Regions from separate parts of the Mus musculus genome. Here region 2 is linked to region 1. The links are chromatin contacts, called in public promoter capture Hi-C maps. All regions are on one chromosome and are shown on one strand. Each heading gives the region's core, a stretch centred on a gene start, on an enhancer-like site or on the middle of the called end of the contact. The rest is flanking DNA. Distances are from core to core; before and after follow the strand shown. Region 1 holds the start of Ranbp9 (RAN binding protein 9). Region 2 holds the start of Hivep1 (human immunodeficiency virus type I enhancer binding protein 1).

The links. Promoter capture Hi-C pulls out the DNA fragments that hold promoters and counts their contacts.
Region 2: a promoter capture Hi-C map of pre-B cells shows a contact between it and region 1, with 2.1 times the contacts expected there. The contact joins the promoter of Hivep1 here to the promoter of Ranbp9 in region 1.

Annotation. Positions count from the first base shown.
Region 1 is chr13:43,477,990-43,483,795 of GRCm38.p6, reverse strand. It overlaps Ranbp9 (RAN binding protein 9), which reads left to right and starts at 2,823. Exons shown (of 14, transcript NM_019930.2): 1 at 2,823-3,384. The coding sequence starts at 2,868.
Region 2 is chr13:42,048,461-42,054,266 of GRCm38.p6, reverse strand. It overlaps Hivep1 (human immunodeficiency virus type I enhancer binding protein 1), which reads right to left and starts at 2,246. Exons shown (of 9, transcript NM_007772.2): 1 at 2,177-2,246. Gm28707 (a long non-coding RNA gene) reads right to left here. Exons shown (of 2, transcript XR_001780922.2): 1 at 5,154-5,806; 2 at 3,700-4,491.

The sequences.
Region 1 (5,806 bases), core at 1,574-4,073:
TTTTCATTTAGTACATCATAGTCATTTTTCCGTGTCAGTTAAACCACATTTTAAAAAGGCCATAAAATCTTTGTTTCAGTGTGTGCCCATGCAAGCGGCCTCTAGGGAGTGTGTCTGAAATTGGGCCTGAGATCCACCGACTAGCTTGAGAGGGGTGGGGAATGGTGCCTTTATCTAATTGCTTGGCTCTCTTTTGGCAATTCCACTGCCAGAAAGGGAGGCTTTTAGAGGAAAAACAAGAAAAATTGCACAGATAGGCAGCGTGTGCTTCTGTAACCGTAATCCCATTATGAGGTATATGGATAATTTCTTCAACTAGTCTCTTCATGTTGGGCATTTCAGTTACTTCCATGCATTCCCTTACCATGAATATTTCCGCACTTCCCTTTTGTTGCTCGGCTTTTACTTTTCACTCTCTGCTTATTAATAAGTAAGGGTATGCGTGTGCATATGTGTGTGTGCTCCCAAATATAGAGAGGCCAGAGTCGGCTTCAGGTGTTTTTCTTCAGGAGCTATCCACTTTAGGTTTTGAAACAGGATCTCTTACTGTTCTGGAACTTACCCAGTAAGCTAGATTTGCTTGTCATCCAGCCCCCCCAGGGACGCTCTTGTCTCTGTCTCTCCACTGGGATTACAAGTGTGGGCCACCGCACCCCACTTTTTAATCGGGACTTGAACTCCGGTTTTCAAGGTTGTACAGCAAACACTTTACCAACCGAGCCATCTCCGGAGTCTGGTTTTTAATTTTTTGAACGGAGAAGTCAAAAGGTACGGTTATCTTATCTACCACACTGATATCCCCAAAGGTTCTCTGCTTCTGCTGATGTGGGAAAGTGCCGTTTTACAATGTTCCCTTACAGTTCATTAATCTGTTGACACCGACTGGAGGACAACCAGTTTCTCCAAGAAAAAGATTTTGACAAGGTTTCAGAAGGTTCCATTCCCTTAACAGTGCCTAGGGTATGTAAAAAGTTCTAAGTGCCCTGACAGAAAAATTTCATGACTAAAATCTTTTTTTCTTAATATTTATTTATTTATTATTTATATAAGTACACTGTAGTTGTCTTCAGACACACCAGAGGGGCCATCAGACCCCAGTACAGATGGTTGTGAGTCACCATGTGGTTGCTGGGAATTGAACTCAGGACCTCTGGAAGAGCAATCGGTGCTCTTAACTGCTGAGCCGTCTCACCAGTCCATGTGTAAAATCTTAATGAATGTCAAGGTTGTTTGATGAGGCTTGGAGCCCGTGGGGTCCATCTTGGCTACCAATATGTAGAACATGGCTTCCATTGAACTCCTTTTATTTTAGTATAAACGAAAGTTTTAGTGTTTTTTAAATTCAGTGGCGTCATGTAAACATGCTGTGATTTGTTAAAAAAAATGTAGAGCCGAGGTTAGAGTTATGGGGCATTTTATTACTAATGAACAATGGAGTGTCTAGTGTGGGTAATTTAAGATGGAAATTAGGCAGAAGGACTGCTACAACTGGCTAGGCGCTATGTCCATGGGAGTCTTCGATTAAGTCACCATTGACCCATTCGCTTCAAAAACAAAATAACTAGTTCTCTATTAACCAACCATTCCATGCTTATACGGTCCAATCAGAGCCAGCATATCATCTCCGGAAGCTAACACAGCATCGGAATCTGTACCATGTAGATTATGGGAGTGAAGCCTGATTTTTGCCGGGCTAAGGAAAGGGTAGGTTAAACAAAGGGAAGTGCCGAAAACAGACTAGTAATGCTATGTGGGGGTCAGAGAGCAACACTTGGCAAATTGTGCCACACGGGTTGACCAAGCACTCTACTGAGAATTGCAAAGTAGGAAGTCTCCTTTTTTAAAACTCTGCTGACCTCAGTAAATATTTCCATGTTTAAAAAAAAATGGGCATAATTCTCTGCTACCTAACAAAGAGGCCTATGATGAGAATTAATGAGCTTATAAAATGTTTTGACGTCTGTCTCCAGAAGCCCTTCCTAAACGCTCACACAGTTCGCATTCCTGCCCTTTGACGATCTGCCCGTCTTGATTGGTATTCCTAACGTGGCTGTTTCTCCCCCATTAAGTTCACTCGGACTCCTCATAAATTAATTAATTAACGAGAGGGTCACTCATGAAGCGGGAGACTTCGCCTTCAGAAATGGTTTCCAAGGGCCCTTTATTGACCCGCTAGCTAGGCGGTAAGGCGTTAGAAACCCCGGGCTCAGCTCCCGGCGGCGCAGCAGGGCTCGATTGCTCTCGCCTGGGCGCGCTGCGGCCTCCCGGCGGCTGAGGGGGACGGCCCGTCGAGACGCGACGAGGCCGCCGGTCGGCGCAGCTAGGATCCCGCAGCCACCGGAGGCCCGCGGCCGAACCCGCGCCCGCGTCCTCGCCCGCGCCGGCGAGCCCCAGGCCGCGGAGAAGGCCGTCCGCGCGCGCACCAGGCCCGCCCCTCGCGCCGCGGCCCGCCTCCTCGCCTGGCGCCGCCCGCGCGCAGCGTCTCGCGCCGCCCGCCCGCTCGCTCGCCCGCCGGGAAACAGCCGCGAGAGCAGCGGCCGCCGCGGCCGCTCGCACCTCCTCGCAGTCTCTCTTCCCCGCTTCACCGCGTCGCCCAGGGCCGCGCGCCCTTCCGCCCGCTCCCCTCGCTGTCCCACCGCATCGCTCCCGGTCGCGTGCCCGCCAGCGCCTGGCCAACGCTCCCTCGCGCCCGCCCGCGGTCGGTCTCCTCAACCGCCGCGCTCCGCCGGGCCGCGCGGCCCGCCGCCTGCTTCCGGGGCGGGCGGACTCTGGGCGCCTGGTGCCGGCGGCCGCAGCGACAGCGCCCCCGGGAAGCGCAGGAGGAAGCAGGGACGAGTGGAGGTGCCGCAGGCTGAGTCGCGGCCGGGATGTCCGGGCAGCCGCCGCCACCGCCGCCGCAACAGCAGCCGCCGCCGCCGCCGCCCGCCGCCGGGGCCCCGGGCTCCGGAGTCGCCCTGCCCGCGGCCGCGGCCGCCAGCGCCGGCTCCTCCCCGGCCGGCTCGCCCGGTGGAGGCTTGGGGGCCGCAGCGGCCGCCCTGCTGCTCCACCCGCCGCCGCCGCCGCCGCCTCCCCCGGCCACCGCCGCGCCGCCGCCCCCCGCCTCGGCGGCCGCCCCCGCCACCGCGCCGCCCGGCCTGGCGGTGGGCCCCGGCCCGGCCGCAGGCGTCCCGGTCCCGGGCCTGGCGGCGGGCAGCAGCGCCGCTGCCCCTTTCCCGCACGGCGACTCGGCCCTCAACGAGCAGGAGAAGGAGCTGCAGAGGCGGCTGAAGCGCCTCTACCCGGCTGTGGATGAGCAGGAGACGCCGCTGCCCCGGTCCTGGAGCCCGAAGGACAAGTTCAGCTACATCGGCCTCTCGCAGAACAACCTGCGGGTGCACTACAAAGGTACGGGGCGCGGGGTCCGGCGGAGAGATCGGACGGTGCGGGGCGAGGCTCTGGGCGAGGGAAGGTGAGAGTGGGGTCCCAGGTGGGAAGGAGCTGGGATCCCTAGGCCCGGAGCTGGACGCTTTGAGGGAATCCGGGATGACCAGACACATCGCACCTTCTGATTTCCTGGAGATAAATCTATGGGCCGGAGTTGGGTTACATTGTTCTCCAGGTGGAGGGTCAGGCCATCTCCTCTTACGCAGCAGGGGTGAGAGGCACGATTCCGAGGTACAGTTTCTAATTAAGGGAGAACAGAGATCCACAGGAGGGGGAGGGAGGCGTGATCAGTGGAGGATTTGTCCCAAATTAGGCCAGAGATTGTCTAGGGGGACAAAAGGACAAGGGGCCCAAGTTGGCCATCATTGCACCTTACTGAAAGCAACTGGGAGAGGAACCTCAGGATTCCCTGTTTTCTTCGGGGAGCAGACCCCCCCCCCCTCCGGATTGGAAATGCCCCGTGTTTCCGGGTTGGTGTTACATGAAGTTTTGTTGAAAACAAGGGTTTTAAAACATACCGATTAGCATTTTCAAAAACAAAAAACAAAAAAAAAAAAACCAAAACTGGCTTATATTTTGCACCTGCAGTTAACAAAGTTAACCACCTTAGGCTGCTGCTTTCTCCCATCCCCACTTTTTCCTAGGTTAAAACAAAGCTTTAAGCAAACTGGTTGTATAGAAGATTATAAATGCCAGTAAGGGGTTTTTGAAATGTAGCTCAGATTAATGGCATACGTCAAGTTTAGCTGTGTGGAAGGGGCAAAGAAAAAAATGCAGTGGTATCAGTTTGAACACAGTCGGTGTTTTAGGCCCTAAATCTAAAGCAGAGGATTTTACATTCTAAGCAGGCTCATTTTGATTGGCTCTAAAGGAAGGGTCTTTGGCTCCTAGTGAGGATATAAACAACCTTGCTGTAAGATTCTGAAAGAATTCAGAACAGGGTTTGCGAAGACTCTTGACAAATCGGCTACTATTTAATTAGAAACGCTTATGGCAACAGAAATCTGCTGAATGCTTTGGCTGTAAAGAATCTACACAAAGATGGGCCTTGTTGAACATTCCTTTTTATTCTTGCCATAGATCCAAAGAAGTACTTATTATTTTGAACGTTATGTTCCTTGGTGTAAGTGGCTGAAAATTTCAAAATACTGAAGTTTTTTTTTTCTTCTTCCTTTCAGTTAGGACATTTTGTTGCTTTCCTTGTAGATTGTTACTTAATTTTGTTTTTAAATTTGTGTGAACAGTGAGTGCTATGTTATGAAGTGTTTACTTCTGTTTTGGCAGCCAGAATGCTTTTGTTAGATTTGACAAAACTTTATTATTTTAAATTTGTAGTTTATAGTAAATAAAAAGCTTGTAAAGGCAGAGACTGTGTGTGTAGGGGAGATTAGTGAACAAAGAATCCTAGCTTTCCTGAGTTCTAGCAGTCACTGGTGATACTAGGTATGTCACAAGAGAGGGCCTCAGCCTCTTCTGAGTGATGTGGGAGTCCAGCTGGGTACTCGGTAAGGAATTTTCGCTTAAAACTCGTGATTATGGCTTACTTAGCCTTGTGATACACCTTGCTTAGTCGTGTTTACTTCTTTTATGTAAAATGAATCATCTGGGCCAGAGCCAAATGCATGCTTGTGTGCTTGGGGTTCCAATGTTAGGATACTGTTGTCGCAGTTACTCTTTCTGTCGGCCTTTTTATTACACTGTGTTGTGTAACATTGAGATTCACTTTCTGGAAACCTCGCTGTTTCATAAACATAGAGCATGGGTTCTGGAGGACAGATTCGCTGTTGTCATCCCTCTCCCCATTTTTCTCTCCTCTTTGTCTCCCTTTCCAGAATTACAAAGACTGTCTCTTTTCCAAGCCTTCATCTAGCCTTGTTATTTAAAGTCTGTGCTTTCTGTCATTGCTGTTTTTCCTGTGTGTCTCAGCAGCAAAAGGTGGTGCTGTAGGTAGTGAATAGTAAAACTTATAAAACACATTTAAGGGGAGATGTTTTATGTAATGTATTCTTGTGTTCTTGTTTCCTTAACATGAAAAGTTACTATTTGTATTTTTCTGTGTTATAAAATTTTAAAAGGTTGATCATACTTGTTTCCAAGAATTATCATTTATTTCTTTTCCTCTGAACACATCCTGTGTTTAAAATGTTTTTCTAAATTGGGAATGCTGATTATCGAAGCAGCTTATCTTTAGTGATCTGAAGGCACTGTGTTAACATTGATAGATGGCTAGATAAAGTGCATTGAATTACAGAAGAGTCTCAGTATCTATAGAACAGTGTATGTTGAGTTCTTTCCTTTTTACACTGTGTGTGTGTGTGTGTGTGTGTGTGTTCGTTCCTGTCTGTGTGGCATGGTACAGGTGTGGAGCTCAGAGGACAGCTTG
Region 2 (5,806 bases), core at 997-3,496, 1.4 Mb after region 1:
TAGACTAAGGATGCTTTTGTTTAAAACCTCTCATATCTATTACTGTACACGACACAAGAGAACACTTATTGGGTTTACTGTAGAGTTTCTACTTATCACCTAATTTAATCCTAACAACCGAATCAACTGCTCAAACTCAGCCATTTTACAGAGGTAGGGGAAAAAAGTTTTGGGAGAGATTAAAAAAAAATTAACAACTCCAATTCATCCATTTTACAAAGAGAAAACAAAACAAAAAACAAAACAAAACAAAAAAAAAACAAGTTTAGAGAGAGATTATGAAATCTTCCTCAGAACGTGGCCCCACATGACACCTTGCCCATTTCCTCTGAGAAGATAACATTTACCTACCAAGGACAATCCCCTCCCAAAGGGATGAATGACACAGCAAATCATGAAGACATACTTTGGAATCAAACCTGACCAGGTTCAAGGCCAGGCTTTACCCCATTCTGTGTGGCCTTGTTCAAGGTACTTAAGCTCTCAGAAAAGAAGATCAGATTTCCCAAGCTGTAAAATCAGGAAACATTATCCACCCCAAACGGGCTAAGGACTGAGGAGTAAGCTACACAATGTAGAAGCTTTGCCTACCACATGAAAATGCTGAAATATTAATTCCCTGGAAGAACGCCTCTAAGGTAAAGAACATGTATCCCAGACTAAGGTTTTAGATGTATGTTTTCACTTTAGTTAAAACGCATAAGGAAAAGGCGGCTATTACCGTGCTTGCGACTGTAAGCAACACGGCTCTTAACACGGCTATTAGTCGGCATAACACAAACTATCCCCAATCTAACGCCAGGGGAAGAATAAGAAACAGGACGGTCAATGATGGGTGAAAGATAGAGCTCCTCAACTCCCCCTACCACAGAGGCATCAGCTATAGCATCCAAAAAGGTTTTGACTGCACAGAGAATTTAAAGATAAAGCTGTAAGTGTTCCGTTCCGTATTAAAACTAAAGCTTTTAAGCGGTCACGATATTACGAAGTTTTTAAAGCGTGAACTCGGATTGTAAGCCGATCACGTGACCTCCCACAGCTCCCAAGCTTAAATGTTAAAATATGCAAATTCCCAACCTGTAACAGCTTTGTGCGACCCGGTTTTGCAGCCTCCAGCCCCCCTGTCCCTAGCTGTCCAGCCCACATTTAAATCCGCGGTGGAGAAGTGGTTATTTTCAAAGACGACAGCACCACCGTGGCGACTAGGACCAGTGATCGACCATTCTTTCTCGAGAAAGAAATACATACTACAAGGTGCAAAAACAGGACACAATCAAAAAAGCGTAAAGACAGTCACAAGGAGAAAAAACATGAATGAATGTGGAGGGCGGAGCCTGGGAAAACCCCTCTGCAACGCTGCACTGAACAAAGCGCTTCGCATGCCAGAAGGAGGGGGGAATGGAAGTGCCAGCTCCGGAAGGAGCCTAGAGTGGATGCGGAGAGCAGGAGGAGGAGGAGGAGGAGGACAGAGTCGGCGAGAGCAGCAGCCTTGAGACTCCTCCTCGCGCCAGCCTCGCCACAGCCCCCTCCCCTCTCTAGCCGCAACTCCGGCTGGAGCCCGACCCCGCGGCGAGCCCAAGCCGCCCCGCGCCCCTACCCACCGGCCCCGACCCACCAGCGGCGGGCGCGCGCCCTACGGGGAGGGAAACTACCCAGGTGGCCCGGAGTAAACAGGCACTCCGGGCAAAGACCGAAAGGGAAAGCGAGCCACAAAGCCGGGAGGTGCGGAAGCCGCGGCCTGGTCTCCCGCAGCCCCGCCGAGCCCTCCTGCGAGAAGCGGCCGCGGCGACCAGGAGGCCGGCCCTCCGTACCTGCTGGGCTCGCAGGACCGCAGCTCCCGCCGCCCGTGCGGCCAGGACCCGCCGAAGTGGCAAGCGGCTCCCGCACGCAGCATCCCCTCCGCAAGGTCGGCGCCGGCACACGCGCACACACTCACTCACACGCACACCCGCGCGCCCGCCCGCCAGGGGGAGGTGGTCCCGGCCCCCGCCCCCCGCGCCGCGCTCTCCCGGGTGCAGCGCCCCCACCGCCGCGCCCGGCCCCGCACCCGTCGGGAACTGCGCTGCACTTGACAACCGGGACATCAGCACAAGCGGAGCCTCCTCCCGACGGGCACCGAGGCGCGAGCTGGGCGCGGGAGGGACCGAGTGGAACCCGGCGGGAGAGCGGCCTTTACCTCTCCCGGGTGTCCGTGAGGACGGCTGGCAGCGCGAGGGCGGCCAGGGCGAAGGTCGGCGGCTTCCCCCCGCGCGTGGGCGGGGCAGCAGGGGATCCCCGGGGGCGGCGGGGCGGGGGCTGCGGCGGGAGGGCGGGCTCCTGTGAAGCCGGCCCGGGGCCCCCTGCCGCCCCGCCCGCCCGCCCGCCCGCCGCAGGCCCCGCCGCGGGGACCCAGGACGCAGGAGGAGGCGCGGCCCGAAGGGCGGGGCGGGGCGGGGCGGCAGCGGAGGCGGGGCTCCGCGGCCCGGGGAAGCCCGGCCGGGCCGCAGTCGGGGGCGGTTGGCCCGGGAGGAGGGGCGGGGCCGGGCGGGGCCGGATTCTCTTTACCGTCTTTTGACTTTCTAGAGCAGGCTGTGGGCCGGCCCGGTGACGTCATGGTGTCTCCCAGCCCCGCCCCTCGCCCTGGCCCTGGTAGGGAGGAGGAGGAGGAGGAGGACCCTGGAGGGAGGGGGGACCCCAAGGGGGTTTCCTCTGCTCCGCGTAGAGGGAAGGGGAAAATCATAGTGAAACTTGAAACGCATTAACTTTAAAAAATAACTTTTAAAAAAGAGAGAGAGAATGAAAGGGGGCTGGGTTGTTGACTTGGAGGGTCAGAGGGGACGTGTTATTAAGCCCTAAACTGAAACCACTTTTTTGGTGGCGGATGTTCTATTAAAAGACCGAGGAAAGCCAAGGTTATTCCGGAGAGAGCCGGTGCTTCCCAGAGCCTAAGCAGCGGCGAGCGCAGTTAACCCCTCCTTAGCTGCCTGTCAGCTGGGGACTAACCCGCGAGGGAACTTTGGAAGCCGAAGAGGGGGTGCGGGGCGGAGCCACCCAGCAGGCTTCTGGAACTCTGGGGGAGTGAACAGGGAAGACAGACTAATTTATTACAAACCAGAGTTTGACCCCGGCTGCTAGAAAGCGTTAGAGAACGGGAACTGGAAACTTCTGGAAATATCAGGAGAGCTGACTCTGGGGAACGAAGCAGGTTTTCAAGGGTAGGCATAATACTAGCAGTTTGAACTTAAAAATTACACGCATCCACAAAAAAAAAAAAAAGCCGATAGAAGATTGTACGGGCCACCTCAAAGTTGGAAAGAATAAGGTGTTAAAAAAAAAAAGGCGCAAAACAAAAATATTCTTTGTTAAGCGATCATACGCCCACTAACAGCTGACCATCTGTGCAAACTTGTTTTGCTCCCTTAGGCTTTCATAAAGATGTCCAGGTCGTTCCTGCTAACGGTTGACCCCTAAAATCCCCCGAGGAAGTCCTACCTCTAGCTTGCTGGAGCTAAGAAAAGCACAAAGCCCCAGAATGGAAATTATTAAAAATGGAATACTTGGTAATGGCAAGCTTAGAGCCAAAAATAATGTTTTGCAGAGGAAGAAAATATGCCTACCAAAAAGTAAATTTGGTCATAGGAGCAAAGATTATGCAGCTAGAAAGCTCGGGTGGTGGGTAATACTATGTCAGCCTTACAATGAAAGAGTACCATTTTAATATTCCAGTAAGATGTCTTCTATTTTATTAAATGAAATACCCAATGGGTAGGATTCATAAAACATATAATGTAGTTCCCCTCCCCCAGCCGAGCTGTTTGAACCAAAAGATAAACATGCAGACATAGATAATGTGTTAAGATTAAAAACAAAAAGTCTTCAGAAGTCGAGTTTTTGTTACTTGAAACAGAAAGAGAAGAAAAAAAAGTTAAGTGCCAGAGAGAAATTTTTAACTCAATATTTGCTGAAGACAACAGAAATGTATCCATGAACCCAGGATGTCTCCAAGATACAGCAATGCTAAGAGCGTTTGAGAAAACTGCATATCTGGTTTTGATTTGTCATTTTACTGTGTTTTCTTGAGCAACAAACCAGTATTAAAACTTCTCTCTGAGATAGTTAATATAAGAACACTTTCCTGGTAAGTTTTCTGAATTGTCTAAATGCGTTTTTTTTTTTTTCCATACCAAAATGCAGGGAAAGGCAGCTATGTTAAATGTTAAGTAGTTGGTTTCGGTTTGTTTTGTGACACAGTAAATAGTAGATCCTCAAATAGCAAATAAACGGAATTGGATGAGTGAACCCGTCCAGCCCGGTAACTGGTAAACTTCAGCTTGAACTGTCAAAAATCCTTGAACAATGGGGATCCCAATGATGGCTCTAGACTGGGAAGGCAGAGAGATTCCAAGGGGCCTCTTTCTCTCCATCCAGCAGGCCAAGTAAGAGTCTTTGTTGCGCCCCTTGGGAGACGTAGGGTCCTGTGGGTACTCTGACCTTATCTCTCCCGCTGAGCATCTAGGGGAGAGCATCGGTCCAACCCGAGGCCGCACCCGAGCGTCCCCCAACCCCGGTTCCCACGCATCTGCCCGGCGCTGCCTGGCTCGGGCTCCCCCTTGGCACGGCCCCGTGGCTCCACGGCACCGGCCCTCCGGCCGGTGCGGCCAGCAGCGCCACCGCCACGCGGAGATCCCGGAGGTTCCTCCTGTTGGCCCCGGGTCACACCGCCCGCTCGTCCCTCCCCTTCACCCTGCGAGCTGGGTTTTCCCGTCCACCAACGAGTCCCCTCCCCCCGGCCCCCACTCCGGCGACCCGGCTACAAACCCTCCCCTGCTCGCTCCCAGCAACTGTCCCCCCTACGCCCGGGCTCTTCCCAAGCCAAGCAGACAAAAGAACGGAGGGAGGAAAACTTACCGAACTACAAGGCAAAAAAAAAAAAAAAAAAAAAAAAAAAAAAAAGTCTGCTCCCAAGCTTCCTGGTTCAACTTTTCATTTTAAAAACAAAAGCAGAAACCAAAAGCCTCCTAGGTTGGAAGTGGGCGTGAGAGGAAACGCTGGGGGAGGCGCTTGGTTCCCTCCCTGCGCTGCCCCCCCCACCCCCCCACACCCCCCTACCCCGCTTTTCTGGCCCCTACCCAAAGCTTTGATGTTATCTGGTGCACCGCCTACGTGGGTTATACCTTGAGCTTGGTGCCTGGTGACAGTCAAGATAGTCTCCTCTGTGGGTGCTGCTAGGAGGCAGCGCAGCAGGTGGCCAAAGGACGGAATCCTGGCTCTAGCCGGTCCTGGAAAAGGACCTTTGGGGCTCCCTTTCTCACCTGAGCTGAAAAGGGCTCTCCCAGCTAGGAATCTTTGTCTCAGAACTGTGCTACGTTTGCTGTTTGAATCAGAGAAGGAGGTCTCCCAGATTACATTCTTTTTCCTTCCACTCAGAACAAACTTGTAATAAGATCGTTTGGATGTTTCCCCAGGCTCTGTTCAGTTTTTAGATCTCAGCTTTGGAAGCAGATATTATTTTCTTTCTGAGATATTCCTGCAGCCTTCAAGAGACAAGAATACAAATCCCAAGATGGTATAAACTATAATAACACACTACAGATTCCCCTTTGGGTCAAAATACCTGCACATCCTCCCCCTTACGTTATGGAAAGCTCTCAGTTTTACTGTATTTACCCAGACACTAGCTCAACTTAGATGTATATTTCTTATGTTTTCAGCCTCAGAATCATCACTAAGGAAAGCTATTTTGAAAATCAGAAACAAACCAGGTTAGTAATAAAGAAAAGGCGGGGTCTCCCATTCATTCTTCCTGGCACACATACCCTTTATGACA